Regions from separate parts of the Mus musculus genome. Here regions 2, 3, 4 and 5 are each linked to region 1. The links are chromatin contacts, called in public Hi-C and HiChIP or PLAC-seq maps. All regions are on one chromosome and are shown on one strand. The core of a region is the stretch at or near the end of the contact, and the rest is flanking DNA. Distances in the headings are between cores, read along the strand shown. Region 1 overlaps Gm31889 (a long non-coding RNA gene). Region 2 holds the start of Klhl5 (kelch-like 5). Region 3 has its middle 18 kb from the start of Klhl5. Region 4 has its middle 37 kb from the start of Gm26761. Region 5 overlaps Fam114a1 (family with sequence similarity 114, member A1).

Region 1 (2,717 bases), core at 64-2,563:
TTACCCCGTAATCTGATGTTGAATTTATTTTTTTATTATATTTATTTATTTTTATTTTATTTTATTTTATTTTATTTCTTCTTCCCTCTCCCTCTTTCTCTGGCCCTGCTCTCTCTGGGCCCGCGCTCTCCAGCCCATAGAGTTTTTTAAAATTTGTTTCTCATTACGAATGGTTGTGAGCCATCATGTGGTTGGTTGCTGGGATTTGAACTCATGACCTCTGGAAGAGCAGTCAGTGCTCTTAACCGCTGAGCCATCTCACCAGCCCTAATGTTGAATTTATAATTAATGATTATATTGTCTGCAATTTTCATGCAATAAAATTCAGCCATCATATTTTGATGGGAATCCTATAATATGTTGAATAACAAAACAAAAACTTGTGAATACTGCACATGGGTGTGCTGGGGCCGGTCTGCCGCGAGATGCTCGTGTACAGAGCTCTCCTCACCGTCCAGGGAGAACAGGGAGGGCATACCATATCCTTAGCTCCAGATGCCCTGCTTTTACCCAGTCTGACCAACCCTGAAACCACTTTCCCACCCCCACCCCTTCACGTGTCAGCTCATGCATACAGTTAGAGAGAAGTCAAGAACACCCAGATAAAAGCCCAGGTTTTACTTCCCCGTGTGTGCACAGCGAGAACTGTCTGCTGTAGGCTTTATGCAAATTGGGGGGGGGGGAGAAGACAGAGGAGAACATTACCCCCAGTGTTAATTTACTCTAGGCCTCCAAGAAGTAGGAGCCGTGGCCTTTTGAGTAAGGAGCCGGACGAAGGTTAAACTAGACCGATAAATAGCCAAGAGCCAGCTATTCATATAACTTTGTTTTAAACTATGTTAAGGAAACAAAATGGGAAGAAATGATATGGGAGCTGGGCATGGAACCCAGGGGCTAGACTGTCTAGGATTTGAGAAGGGCTGTGTTTTATCGCCAGCAGCACACGACCAAGCACGGTGGCACACGACTATAATTCCAGGACTTAGGAGAGGAGAGTCAGGAGTATCAGAAGTTCAGGGGCATCCTCAGCTACACAGGAAGTTGAGGGAGGGGGAGGGGAAGGGGAGGGGGAGGGGGGAGAGAAGGAAGGGGGAGGGGGGGAGTGAGAGGGGGAGGGGGAGAGGCAGGAAGGGGGAGGGGAGGGGGAGAGGGGGAGGAGAAGGGGAAGGGGAGGGAGAGGGAGGGGGTGGGAGAGAAAAACCAAATCTAGAAAATAGAAAGTCAGAGTCTGCCAGAGAAGAATAGCAGGAACCATTGATAACAACCTCCTCTCCCTCCTACACACTCCTGTGTCTGCCAAGAAGCAAGGGCCTGCCTGGAGTCAAAGGGCCCTAGTGGACAAGAAGTGGTTTCACTTCACGTGCTATTCCCTGAGAGCCCTTCTCACTTGGGAAAGCAGAAGTTCATGTATTAAAATAGAACGATTGTGCATGTAAGAATAATGCCATCAGCAAAGCGGCTCTTCCTGCTCTAACATTCAGTCATACGGTCTGTGGCTAGCTCTTTCCAGTATGGACTCTGCTGGCATCTCTAGCTTAGCTTTTGACAGGAGAATTTAGGAGTGCTAGCTGAAAAACCTGGCATTGTTTACTGTAAACCCTGTACTGAATTCTCAAATAAATCCTTTGTGCCAGAAAGGTCTAAGAAGGACCCTGCGCTCTGCACAGCTCACCCTGACCAGAGCACCTGCTCAGCTGGTCAGTGCTGGGGTGGCAGTGGGGCGCAGTGTGTGCTGCAACAGGTCTTGGGGATTGGACCGCCCAGGTTTCCTTATCTCTCCCTCTTCCTCCTCCTCCCCCCCCCCCCCCATTGCCTCTTAAAGACAGAGAGCATAGTCCTTTCCCCATCAATTTAGTTTTCCCTCCTTTCCGATCAGGTGTAACAGTAGAGAAATTAAAACTAAACTGGCCTAGAACCAGGGATGGAGTTAATAAAAGATGCTAATCTGAGAGCCTGTTAGAAACACAGCATTTCAGGCTCAACCCAGACCTACAGAACCAGAGCTTTCCTTTCAGCAAGATTGCTCTACTTGCCAGTACACAACAGTTCCAGGAACCCTGGGGGAAAGAAAGCTTTAAAAGAACCTAGGGTTTTTTTTCGGGGGGGGGGGGGGGGGGTTTCCTCTGTGAAATTTTGGATTACAGTGCCATCTTGTGGTCACATCAGTAGTTACACTTGTTCGTTGAAGAGGATGAGCTACCAGAACAACTCAGTAAAGGTCAAAAGGAAAAAAATGAGCAGTAGTCAGAGGTCTGCCATTGCGGTCTCTTTCCACACAGTGTCCATTGAAAATACACAGTTCTTCTCCCAACGGTGCCCTCTCCCCTAATTCAGAAGAGCTGCCGGTGGATCTAGGGGTTTTCTTCATCAGAAGTGGTAGCACACATTCAGGAATTTCGTCCCACTTACACCTTCATGTTTCTAAAACTAAATTATCCTAGAGGGTTAAAAGATCACTGGGTCTACTGAATGAGTTCCAGGACAGCCAGGGCTACTAAGAGAAACCCTGTTTTGAAAAAACCAGAAAACAAAACAAAACAAACAGAGATTATCTAGACAGTGATCCCTCTTTAAGGGTGAGGACTGCTTTCATTTTTTAAATATTTATTTATTTATTTTGTGTGTGTGTGAATGCTGTAGAAACGCCAGAAAGGGGCATTAGTTTTCATTATTGGTGGTTGTGAGCCACCATGTGGTTACTGGGATTTGAACTCAGG
Region 2 (2,717 bases), core at 131-2,630, 250 kb before region 1:
GCGGACCAAGAAAATCCATCCTAAAGATAAGAAGGTGCCAGGAAGGAGGAACAAAATCATCATGAAATTATCAATTCTTTGCTTTATTGCATTCCTTCCAACTCATTTTCCTTATCATCTTTTTGACTGGCTGACCACATCTAGCACTCCCGACACCATGTTCTCTTAAACTTTACTAAAAGATTATCTTTCTTTTCCTTAAACAGCGTGAATTTCAGTGGAAAGTGGGGGTAACAGGAATCGGTGGTGCTATCCTTGAGAGAGACACATACATTACTTAGTATTCTCTGTCTTAGTCTGCAGAGCTGCAACATCCACAGGACAAAGACATAACCACAGAAAAACAGTATTGACAACTAAAATGGTGTCAAAAATTGGGAACTACAGTGTATCTCTTTTTATAGAACCTTTCATTTTTATCAAATTAAAACGACTCCACAATCTATTATAACCCAAAATACCACAAGGATTTATACTGTAGAAATGTCTCATAGTTTTAGTGTAAATACAGAAGCCGGATGAATACAGCCAGGCAACACCGTATAAAACTGCTGCTACATACTATTTTCAAGGCAGTGTCAGATCTATACATGAAATGCAAGGTATTTCAAAATGAAAGCTATTTGGTGCCTTTAAATTTCACAGAATTAACGAGACATTTCCCAAATCCTAGCAAACCTACGTATCCATACCAAGATGCCATTCATGTAGGCAGTTCACGGGAAGCAGATGTACGGACAACCACAGAGATAAGCTAGTAAATAGTCAGTTATTCTCCACTAGCATAGAGCACACACCCCGCACCCCGTCTCTGACAGTAAGAGAATAATCAACCTGCTCGAGCTGGAATCAGATTCATTTTCCTCTTCACTAGTGCCATCGTCCACTTCTGGTCTCTCCAGCCAGTGTGCACCAGCACAGCCTTCTGCTGTAAACTCAAATGCAGGGACATCTGAGGTGGATGCCATTGGCCAAGAAGGTGAATTCTGGAAATCCAGTTGGCTGGACCTTCGGTAACCAATGGAAGCCAAAGGCAATTGTAGGTTACACGGATCTAAAAACTTTCTCCCACCGTTTGCTCCGGTCTGTCCTCGGTTCCAAAATTCTCCCTGCTGGCTGTCAACGGAAGAGTTAGACGATGCTTGATGGCCAAACCACCTCCACCTGATTTTCAAAATCTGTTTCACGTCAAACTCTTTGCGAGAACCAGACATCCTCAGAGAAACCGAGTGATCGTCTAGGCAACGGGCAAAAAACACGGCGCACAGATTTGTGTATCCAACCAAGACAAGAGAAGTATATTCCCTGCTGTACCCAAAAAATAGCTTTAAAAGAAAACAAATCGTTCAAATATATATCTCCATTTACTTTCATCCCAATATATCAGACTATGAAGAACAAAGGGTAATGAATAAAGATGAACGCGGTGGAACACTCCGCTCGATCGGAGCAAACTCTGATCCACCTATCCTGAAGCAGCCCCAGCACTTTCCCTGCTCCCCTTCCCATCCAGACCCTGGACTCGCACAAACACTGACAGCATTCATTAAAGTCCTTTCAAATGCAGAACACCACCCCCTTCTCTGAACCACAAATGACAGAGACTGAGAGCACTATCCCCGCTGCAGAATCAAATCGCAGCCTTTATTGCTCGGTGCATTAACTCTTTTATGGCTGAAACAAGAGCCGTTAACGCAGAGCATTTTCCTTTGTACTTAAAAACCACTTTTCCACCAGCAGTGGTTCCTGCTTTTAAACCAAGTTCTTAGGTGAGTTCTTAGTTCATATCACAGAACACATTTTCTAAAAAGCATTTTAAATGAGATTTGAGGATTCTTGAGCTGTGTTGGGTGGGGATGAGGAGGAGGGTCTAAGCTGGGGCTCTGGACTGGTGGCCACTATCCTCCTGTCTCCTCCCTCTCCTCCCAGGATGCACAGTGACATCCTTGGTTAAGAGTTCATTTGAACAAGGGATAATGAGAAAAACTAGACGAAAAAGTTTGAAAACTACAATGGACCAAAATATGTCAGTACTAACTCTTTAAAAGGGATACCCTGACACCAATATCACTCACTCTAATTCAAACAGGGCTGCTTCCTCCAGTTTGACACCTAGATTTCCTATTGGAGAGGGATGGTGGGGCTCAAGGCTTAAGATTCCTTAGCTGCAGAGAGCACTGGACTGTGGCCTCTGTGGCCAACAAGACAGAGCAGTGCTGTGGACATGCTCACTGCAAATTGATAAGGAGAAAAAAATTAAAATTTAAAATACTAAAGAGTTACTTTGAGTATTCTAGTAGGCGTGGTGGAAGACAGGAATATACACATACTGATGTCTAACCTCCAGAATGAATAAATACAGTCACTGAAGTGAATAAAAGCACTGATTAGTCAAAATATAAAATATTATAATAGTGTAATATTAAGAATTTGTGATTTTAAAGTGCAGAACAGAATTTAGATGTTCAGTACTGAACCCCCTGTCAAATAATTTCACATAAAGCTGTTTTGACATTGGCTGAAAAGTCTGTTTTGGAGACTTTTGGCACAAAAATACCATGAGGCCTGTAGCTTAACCTCATGTGGCCCCTAGAACTAAAAACTGTTCAGAAAAAACAGAATAAGAAGCATGAAAAGCCGCGCAGAGCTCTGTACTGGCACTGTGGGGGACCTCCAATCAGCTCCCTTAGCGCCTGGGTAGGAATGGAACACTGACA
Region 3 (2,717 bases), core at 88-2,587, 230 kb before region 1:
TTGGACAAGGGAGTGAATGAAATGGCAGATCAATGGACATCAGCAGTGACTAGAATCTCTCAGTGTTAAATGTATCTTAGGCTAAACTCAATGTTCTTAAGAGGCCCTTCATCTGAGTACTGGTGGCGCATGCCTTTAATCCCAGCACTTGGGAGGCAGAGACCGGTTGTTCTCTGAGTTTGAGGCCAGCCTGGTCTACAGAGTGAGTTCCAGGACACAGAGAAACACTATTTCAAAAATACAAGAGTCTCTTCAGGGTGGTCTTCTCAACTTCCAATGGGGTCTGGGGGTGACAAGAAATAACTTGGACTAGCTAGTGAATGTAATCACAATACAGTGTATTTATGCACAAAACTGTCAAAAATACTTAAAACTACCTAAAATAAAGCCAACATTTGAAAATATAATGAATTAAAAAAGAAAAAAGAAAAGACAAGCTGGGTCTAGCCTCTTTGAAGGACTGCTGAGACTCCATAATTTTAAGGTCCTGTAAGATGCACAATTGATTAGCCCTTCTTTCCACAAATAACAGGAAGAAATGAAGTAACCCTTCTCCAGCCTCTCCTCTCTAGTCTTCACAGGGCAATCACACCTTCTAAAGGACGATTCTTGACTACACCATTATAGCTAAAATTCTTATTCATTTTCAATCTCCTACTCGGTCATAAAAGCCAAATTGTTTGGCATGGAATTCAGAGTTTTTAATGTCTTAGAGGTCCCACCTGCCCTGCCAACATCATACCTTACATTCTATTCATCTATCTCATATTTCATCTATAACTAAAAATAATTAAGCACATAGATCAAATCAATGAAAACAAATACTATTGAATACTTCCAAACGAGCTCATACACTCACTACGGACATTTAAGTTAGCGAACCTTTCCCCTTGAACATTTAAAGTTAAGTCTCTTAGCTCTGTGTCCCAGCAATGGCAATCTGTAGAATTAGGTATATTATCTACATTCAAGGTAACATTACTCCTAGTAAAGATGACTTCCCAGGTTACTCAGTTTGCATTTGGATTCATATAAAGAAACCCCAGCTTTGGGGGGCTCTTATGATAATTCATATCCTTTCCACGATCCTGGAAGCTAAGTTTATGGAGCTGTAAGAGACGTCATGTGTTGAGGGAACATGGAGTTTTAAAGCTAGTGGCTTTGGTGCCCCCCTAGTTGAGCCTCTTTTGAGATATTACTCAGATGGTACAAGCTGCTTGTACGGACTTCTGTGAAGATCACGTCTACCAATCGGGAACACCAACACAGGCCTGCTGATAAGCTGCCGTCACTGTAGGACTGTCTTCTAAACAAGGAAGCTTCTGGTAGTTTCCTGCACCGCACTGTTTAGATGAGTCCACACCCATCCTGCTTTTACACAGCAACAAATGTGTAAGGACATTTCAGAGACTCAAGATCCTGTGCAGTCTGCACCTAAGACCCTCCTTTAGCCTTCACCCCTGATGGGTCTTACCTGTCATGCACAGCTAGTTATGCCTGTTCATATAGATGAGGTCTCGCTGTGAGCCCTGGCTGATCTGGAACTTGCTACTTGGCTCAGGCTGGCTCCGTCAAACTTGCTTTGATCCTTCTGCCTTCAGCCTTCTAAGTGCACCTATGCACCACCATACCTAGTTGCTAAAACAAACACAGTTTTTCCTCACCTCCCTCATGTTTTTCTGGTAATCTGCTCTTCCAGATATCGTATACACCCACCCCTTAGCTGCCTACTGAAGTGCAGCTATGGATACCTTTTGTCTGGGAAGAGACATTGCTACAGAAGAGGAGCGCACAATGATAAGAGAAAATACAAAGTTGCTGGGAATAAAAATGAAGTCGGTGAAGAAATGTAACAACAGGATGTTAAAGTCTAAAATGTCCACGTAGAAGCTGTCCTGGAGAGCAGTCTGTTTGGTAGGGAACTGCTGGACTAGTAGCATGGACTTTCTCTCTGCAGTAATAGCTTTGAGGTGAAGCCAGGGAGTCTCGAGTAAGGACTGAAGGACATGAAGGTAAGAGGCAGACAATTCAGTCACCTATATCTTAGGAGAGGAAGAAATGAATGAAAGGATTTTTTTTTTAAAAAAAAAAGGCATTTGCCTGTGTGTGGAGAGTGCATACACTAGCTACAAATCAACTCCAAGATTCCCTTCTCATCCTGATTATCATAATCCATCTGTCCTAGGACAACCTGCACACTGATGCTAACTGTCTCAGTCAGGGTTTCTATTCCTGCACAAACAGCATGACCAAAAAGCAAGTTGGGGAGGAAAGGGTTTATTCAGCTTACACTTTCCACATTGCTGTTCATCACCAAGGAAGTCAGGACAGGAACTCAAGCAGGCCAGGAAGCAGGAGCTGATGCAGAGGCCATGGAGGAATGCTACTTACTGGCTTGCTTCCCCTGGCTTGCTCAGCTTGCTTTCTTATAGAACCCAGGACTACCAGCACCACCCACAGTGGGCCCTCCCTGCTTGATCACTAGTTGAGGAAATGCCTTACAGAAGGATCTCATGGAGGCATTTCCTCAAGGGAGGCTCCTTTCTCTGTGATAACGCCAGCTTGTGTCAACTTGACACACAGAACCAGCCAGTACACTAATCACACAGATTTTTTTAAGTGGCGTCTCAGACTTCTTTAATCTCAGACTTCTCAGACGCTACTAGAACAGGGCCTCCTTCTTATCTACAAAGTTGCCAGTGACTTTGTTGTTGTTT
Region 4 (2,717 bases), core at 142-2,641, 220 kb after region 1:
GAAAGGCTTCCTCAGTGCAAGAGAGATCTAACTCAGCCCTGCTTTTCTCTAGATACAGTCTCTCTCTTAGCTGCCTCATTGTGCCCCAGGCTTCTGTGTGCTCCCCTGCCACCATGTGTTCCCTAACTAGACCTTTAGCAATCACCTTCCATGGTTTATAAATTGAGCAATAGAAGTTAAATATTTTATGTTAGTTAAATATAAATTTATAAGTGACAAATGTGTGTATTTGTGTGTGTGTTAAAATACCAGTCTTTTGTTTCTAGATGTTGTTGTATGTCCATAGATGGGTATCATCCCATTGAGAACCACTGGGTGAATCCATCTTTCCTTATTGGATGATTAGAAAAATAGTAAAAGATGGGCAGAGGGGGAAGAAATGGGACTTCTATAGACTTGTAAAGGAACTGGAGAGTTGATAGTTTTGAAGAATGAATCCAGTATATAATCTCAGAGAACATACACCCATGATAGGAAGAAGGGCTGCGGAGGGAATCAGCAGATAGCCAAGGCCTTGAATGAAGATATGGAACCTGGATTTGGCAAAGGACAATTTGTGGGAGTTAGTTCTCTTCTTCTACCAAATGCATCCCAGGAATCAACTTACCATCAGCTACCATAGTTAGCCATACCTGACTTGGACACAGAAGCTTCAAATATCTTTCTTTCTCCAGTAATTAAAATACATCAAGAGGAGCCAGCAAATGAGCAGTGGAATGAGATGCTTTCTGACATATGTTCATATATATTCATATATTTAAAGAAAAACAACACCTTAACTCGAGGAAAGTACCTCACAGTGGGAATTTCAGGTCGTGGATACCCTTGCAACCACACCCACGAAGCAACAGCCTGTTCGATTGGTGTGTTTCAGCCTGGTCTAATTATAGCAATTATGACAAATGGCTTTGATGCTTGAGGCTGAAACGGGAACTAATACTTCCTAATGAGGCCGGGTTACATTTGCATGAAAGCAGAGGTGGTCCACAGAGCTACAAGCTGTCGGAGGGAGCCACAGTGCTAGAGCTTTTGACACCTCAAGCCTTGATCTTAGCAAGAGAACTGAAACTACCCTGTCTTTCATCTCTAGTCTGGTTAGAAGATCAAGCCAATATGTTTTCTGAGAGCTATTGATTTTTTTTCTTTTTTAAAAGTAATTATAGAAACTGTCTTGGAATCATTTAGTTTTATATGTAAGAACTGCAAAGGCACAGGGGTGGGAAGGTTATCCAGCAAACAAAGACCTTGGAATCTGGGGACTATGGAGGAAATACTTACAGACAGAGGCTTCCTAGAAATAAAATTACTAACGAGCAACTCAAACTGTGATCGTCTCCCCAAGGGACTGGTGAGGTGACCCCACCAGAAAGCTCCAACTTTCCACTCCCTACTTTCAATTTCTTCTCACTCCCACACCCTCCTTGTTATCTGAATCGATGGGGGGAAGTTGTAGGTACGACCTGAATCCTTCCTGATTTGAGTCAAATGAGAAAAAAAAAGTACAGAAAGGAGATATGGTCTTGAGAACAAAGGGAAACTGACTAAATGTGAGATCTTCAGGCACGGGGCGGAGTTGGGAGCATGCATTTTTAACCTGGTGATGCTGACAGTTCCTGGAGACAAAAGGTAGCAGAGCTTTGCTCCCAGCCAGGAAATCAATTGGGCATGGTTCCTGTGTCTCCTTGTGAAGCCATCACCTTGGATTTTTACTTGGGTGGCTCCCTGCTGAGAAGCATGTCACACAATTAACTCTTGCAGGGTTTAAAAGTATTTCCAACAATAGAAAAAGCGGTGGTAGTAAAATAGAGTTTTGTTTTGTTTTGTTTTGTTTTGTTTTCTTTCGAGACTATTACATCTATCTATCATCTATTACAAGCTGGCCTTAGATGTAGCAGAGGAGGACCCCGAACTTCTCTTCTCTTGTCTTCACCTTTGGAGTGATTGGGATTACATGACCACCACATCCAACTTATGGTGCTATCTATCAACCAAGAATTCCATGCAAAATGGACAAGCTCTCGACCAGCTAAGCTGGGTCTCCAGCCCTGGAGCTGGAAGATTCTAAGGTGCAAAATTTATGAACAGCGATCTGTTTATCTGAAGCCTGAGAGGATAAAACTTCATTAGCTGGTGGAGGATATGTGTTTATTTAATTTTATATTGTTTCCTCAGGGTTAGATGACATGAGACAGGATACGTTTTAACAAAGGCTTTCCTATCTAAGTCTCTTCTTTCTACTCATTACTTCCAATGTGATTGCAATATGATGTAATTTTTAACCAGTTGAGTTCTAGTCTAAGCATCTTTTTTGCACCTCAGAAAGAGGTTGTCTTTCAGCATTGCGTTAACAATGCAGCACTCGAAGTTAGATGGAGAATACGTCCTTAAGCCGTCTGATGTTGATTGATTTGGGCCCAAGAGAGTATGACTGCTGACATATTTGTTGACAATAATAACATGCCTACGAAAAAGTGATGTCCTTTGACAGTTATTAATAAAAAAGTAAACCTGATACAAACTGGACTTGGGAAGACTGCAGTAAATGTCAGCAAGCATTTTTACAATTAATGACAGGTATATTTTCCATATTAGTGCTACTGGTCAGAAGAGCAGCCATTGTTTAAGCTAGAGAATGAAACCTCAAATACCTACATGGAGTTGGCCTATAACTGACTAATCATTGGTAGAAGTCAGCTAGGTCAGGATGATAATTGAAG
Region 5 (2,717 bases), core at 163-2,662, 150 kb before region 1:
ATCACTGTAAAAGTGGCCAGTGAAGTTTAGGGAGGGTATCTAGAATGGGTATTGGCCAGCGGCTTATTATTGGGTGCCATATTTGTGGTGCACAAGTATGTTAAATTAATGTGCTAATGTACATGTTTAATCTGGCAGCCATGACAGAGATCTGGGGTGGGAGACTAAGAAGTGAGACTGAAACTCACTATATAGTTTGTGTTGGCCTTGAACTCACCATCCTCCTGCCTCTGCCTTCCAGGGTTTCTACTAGCTGTGTCTGTTCCACTGGGCTTGTCCCTACAGTTCCTGCCCCTTATGGTTGAGTCCATTGCAAGACTGTGTCCTAAGCAATGATACTCGCTGCCACCACTTGATTAGGTTTGGTCCATGGACAGCTTTGCTTAACAATGAGACACAGTTCCCAGCAACGTTGCCACCAGTTCTGAGGTTATGTAATCTCTCCAGAGCTTACTCTTGCCATCCAAATGTGAAGGCAATGGCATTGGGCCTTGCCCTTGACCCATAGCTGCTTGGGAGGCCCTGTGGCTCCCCCATGGGCAAGGTCCTCCTCCACTGCTCAAATGCAGGACACAGCGCCCACGCTCCAAGACCAGGAATGCATCTTGGACTGCTTCTCTCTTACATCACTGGGTTCGTCTTCTGCAGAGCCACAGCAGTGCTGGGATAGCCTTCCATCTGGGCAGTTGCTGCTACCAAGTCCTAGTGAGCAGGCAGGGCAGGCAGGGAGTCCTCTCTCGTGGGGACTCTATGCTTGTCACTGAATGGGCAGGCATCCCGCAGCAGTTTCGCTAACCTGAAACTTAGACTCAGCTCTACTAAAAGTTCTCGTGAACGAAGGGAAATGCCTGTTTTTATGAAAATCACCAGTGGGTAATAATCCTCCATTGCAGCCAATAATCACAGTGTCAAACTTGGCAGCAAAAATCTGCGTCTGCTGGGGGAGGGTTGAGGGGGGGAGGAATGGTGGCCGGAAATAGCCTGCAAGCTTAGCATTTCCTTTTATAATTAGGAATTCTTGGAAATTAGGCATTGCTGCTCTACCAGACACTTTACAGCTGGCTGAGCTACAGAAATGGACACACACACACACACACACACACACACACACACACACACAAAGACTGTTAGACTGTTGACGATAAGATTTAGAATTCCAATAACACTTGCTGACTGGGAGGAAGAAAAGAGAAAAAAAAAGAACATAGCTGTAACACTCACTTTGATTTGGAGTACTTTCTCTGGGGGCTACTTACCTCTAAAAACACACTATTGATCATGGGGTTAAGGACTTCAGCCTTCTTGTTGCTCTGTGAAATTGAAAGTATGAAATTGACGGATTAGGGCCTCAAGGCTTAGCACGTCAAATATAAGGCACCGCTTTGTAGAGGAATGTCTTAGAGGAAGAAGTGTGCTTGGCGTCTGCACCTTCCTTATGCAATCTCTAATTCTACCAGCAACCCTAGGAGGGGCTTGGTGCTGCGGTAAGCCTAGGCGCTAGCTAGCAGGATGAAGAAACAGCGATCGGGAGGTTGAGCAATTTACGTGAGTTCACATTGCTAGAAATGTAGACTTTTTTCAGTGGTGGGAAGCTGGTAGCTGATTGGATCCTATCTTCTGCTTGCCCAATCTGCCTGACACCATCCTACACCCAGATCAGCTAGGGTTACAATGTTGATGGTAAATTTGTCATGATCTTTATTATTGTGTTAAAAAAAAATCTTTTTGGTTTTTGTGTAGCCCGCCTCATGCTTCCAAAGGCTGAGATTACAGACATGTGCTGTGCCTCACTGCAGATTTTAATTAAGGCATCTGTATAGCTTTCCGAGATTCTTATTCTTAAGAATTTTATTTATTTATTTGAGACAGGGTTTCTCTGAATAGCCCTGGCTGTCCTGGAACTCACCCTGTAGACCAGGCTGGCCTCGAACTCAGAAATCCGCCTGCCTCTGCCTCCCGAGTGGTGGGATTAAAGGCGTGCGTCACCATGCCCGGCTTATTCTATTTATTTTTAATTACATGTTTATGTTGGTATAGGGTATGTGCATGTGAGTCCAGGTGCCCTCAGGGGCTAGAAGAGGGCATTGGAGTCTCTGAACCTGTAATTATAGACAGTCATGACCTTTAATATGTAATATGTGGGTATTGGGAACTGAACCTGGGTCCTCTGCAAGAGCACTACATGCTTTAACTACTGAGTCAACTCTCCAGCCCCTGAAACATTATTATTGTTGTTATAAAATTTCCAGTCCTCCACTTATGTGTCCTACTAGTCTATCCTGCCTGCTCTTCTTTTGTTCTCTTTGTTCCCCTCTCTCCCTCTTCCCCCCACCTCACCCGTGAGCACAAATACTGTAGGTTATCTACCAGAGGAGCGACACGGTGAGGGCATTCTTAACTAGAACTTTCAAGTAGGTCTGTAGATCCAGGTTTGAGAATCACAAGTGTATGTGTACCGCGTGGAGAATGAATCCCCGTTTCAGGTGCTCCAAAAGGGAGAGATGGTCGTTATCCTTAGTTATATTATTCGGCTGTCAATCAGCAGGCTTCCCTATCTAAACCGCTCAACAGACCCCTACAGCAATGAATCTTTAACGGGGCAATCTTAGTCGGCTGGGTTCCCTTACTGTACCTGGAAGGCTCTGTGTCGAGCAAACAAAAGCATATGAATTAAGTCTGTCTTCCCAGAGAAGCCTTCCTTTGCTGGCATTAGGAAA

What was found. A called contact is a pair of places that touch in the nucleus more often than the background predicts. HiChIP or PLAC-seq counts read pairs in DNA pulled down with a chosen protein or histone mark.
Region 2: a Hi-C map of cortical neurons shows a contact between it and region 1, with 5 times the contacts expected there. The contact joins the promoter of Klhl5 here to the enhancer-like site in region 1. A contact is called at or near these places in 5 of 484 Hi-C or Micro-C datasets (Th1 cells, cortical neurons, embryonic stem cells and 1 more), 3 of 115 datasets of contacts at active chromatin or transcription factors (astrocytes, embryonic forebrain and stem cell-derived neural progenitor cells) and 2 of 9 other capture datasets (adipose tissue and macrophages).
Region 3: a contact with region 1 is called in a Hi-C map of muscle stem cells, with 2.0 times the contacts expected there. The contact joins two enhancer-like sites. A contact is called at or near these places in 7 of 39 promoter capture datasets (the 3T3-L1 cell line, the C10 cell line, hippocampal neurons and 3 more), 6 of 484 Hi-C or Micro-C datasets (CD4 T cells, Sertoli cells, Th1 cells and 3 more), 1 of 115 datasets of contacts at active chromatin or transcription factors (bone marrow-derived macrophages) and 4 of 9 other capture datasets (adipose tissue, liver, macrophages and 1 more).
Region 4: a contact with region 1 is called in a BATF HiChIP or PLAC-seq map of CD8 T cells, with 5 read pairs. The contact joins two enhancer-like sites. A contact is called at or near these places in 1 of 484 Hi-C or Micro-C datasets (the 3T3-L1 cell line) and 3 of 115 datasets of contacts at active chromatin or transcription factors (CD8 T cells, embryonic stem cells and pancreatic cancer cells).
Region 5: a contact with region 1 is called in a Hi-C map of liver, with 5 times the contacts expected there. The contact joins two enhancer-like sites. A contact is called at or near these places in 1 of 15 datasets of contacts at CTCF or cohesin (pro-B cells), 8 of 484 Hi-C or Micro-C datasets (B cells, CD4 T cells, CD8 T cells and 4 more) and 1 of 115 datasets of contacts at active chromatin or transcription factors (bone marrow-derived macrophages).

The regions. Positions count from the first base shown.
Region 1 is chr5:64,883,092-64,885,808 of GRCm38.p6, reverse strand. The region is part of intron 3 of Gm31889 (a long non-coding RNA gene); the gene reads right to left. Among named protein-coding and RNA genes, the nearest start is that of Gm31889, 4.9 kb to the right of the region's middle. Within about 2 kb of position 1,313, at least 181 of the 459 cell types and tissues checked have an H3K27ac peak or open chromatin away from gene starts, as enhancers often do. A contact at or near this core is called in CD8 T cells, Th1 cells, adipose tissue and 7 more, where this site is marked.
Region 2 is chr5:65,129,894-65,132,610 of GRCm38.p6, reverse strand. Klhl5 (kelch-like 5) reads right to left here and starts at 1,380. Exons shown (of 11, transcript NM_175174.4): 1 at 835-1,380. The coding sequence starts at 1,214. LOC115490189 (a long non-coding RNA gene) reads right to left here and starts at 828. Exons shown (of 2, transcript XR_003955931.1): 1 at 1-828.
Region 3 is chr5:65,112,176-65,114,892 of GRCm38.p6, reverse strand. It overlaps a transcript of Klhl5 not described here. Among named protein-coding and RNA genes, the nearest start is that of Klhl5, 18 kb to the left of the region's middle. Within about 2 kb of position 1,337, at least 26 of the 459 cell types and tissues checked have an H3K27ac peak or open chromatin away from gene starts, as enhancers often do. A contact at or near this core is called in Th1 cells, adipose tissue and liver, where this site is marked.
Region 4 is chr5:64,660,910-64,663,626 of GRCm38.p6, reverse strand. No RefSeq gene overlaps it. Among named protein-coding and RNA genes, the nearest start is that of Gm26761, 37 kb to the left of the region's middle. Within about 2 kb of position 1,391, at least 49 of the 459 cell types and tissues checked have an H3K27ac peak or open chromatin away from gene starts, as enhancers often do. A contact at or near this core is called in CD8 T cells, where this site is marked.
Region 5 is chr5:65,037,281-65,039,997 of GRCm38.p6, reverse strand. Fam114a1 (family with sequence similarity 114, member A1) reads right to left here. Exons shown (of 14, transcript NM_026667.3): 13 at 1,257-1,310. Among named protein-coding and RNA genes, the nearest start is that of Gm32374, 19 kb to the right of the region's middle. Within about 2 kb of position 1,412, at least 61 of the 459 cell types and tissues checked have an H3K27ac peak or open chromatin away from gene starts, as enhancers often do. A contact at or near this core is called in hematopoietic stem and progenitor cells and liver, where this site is marked.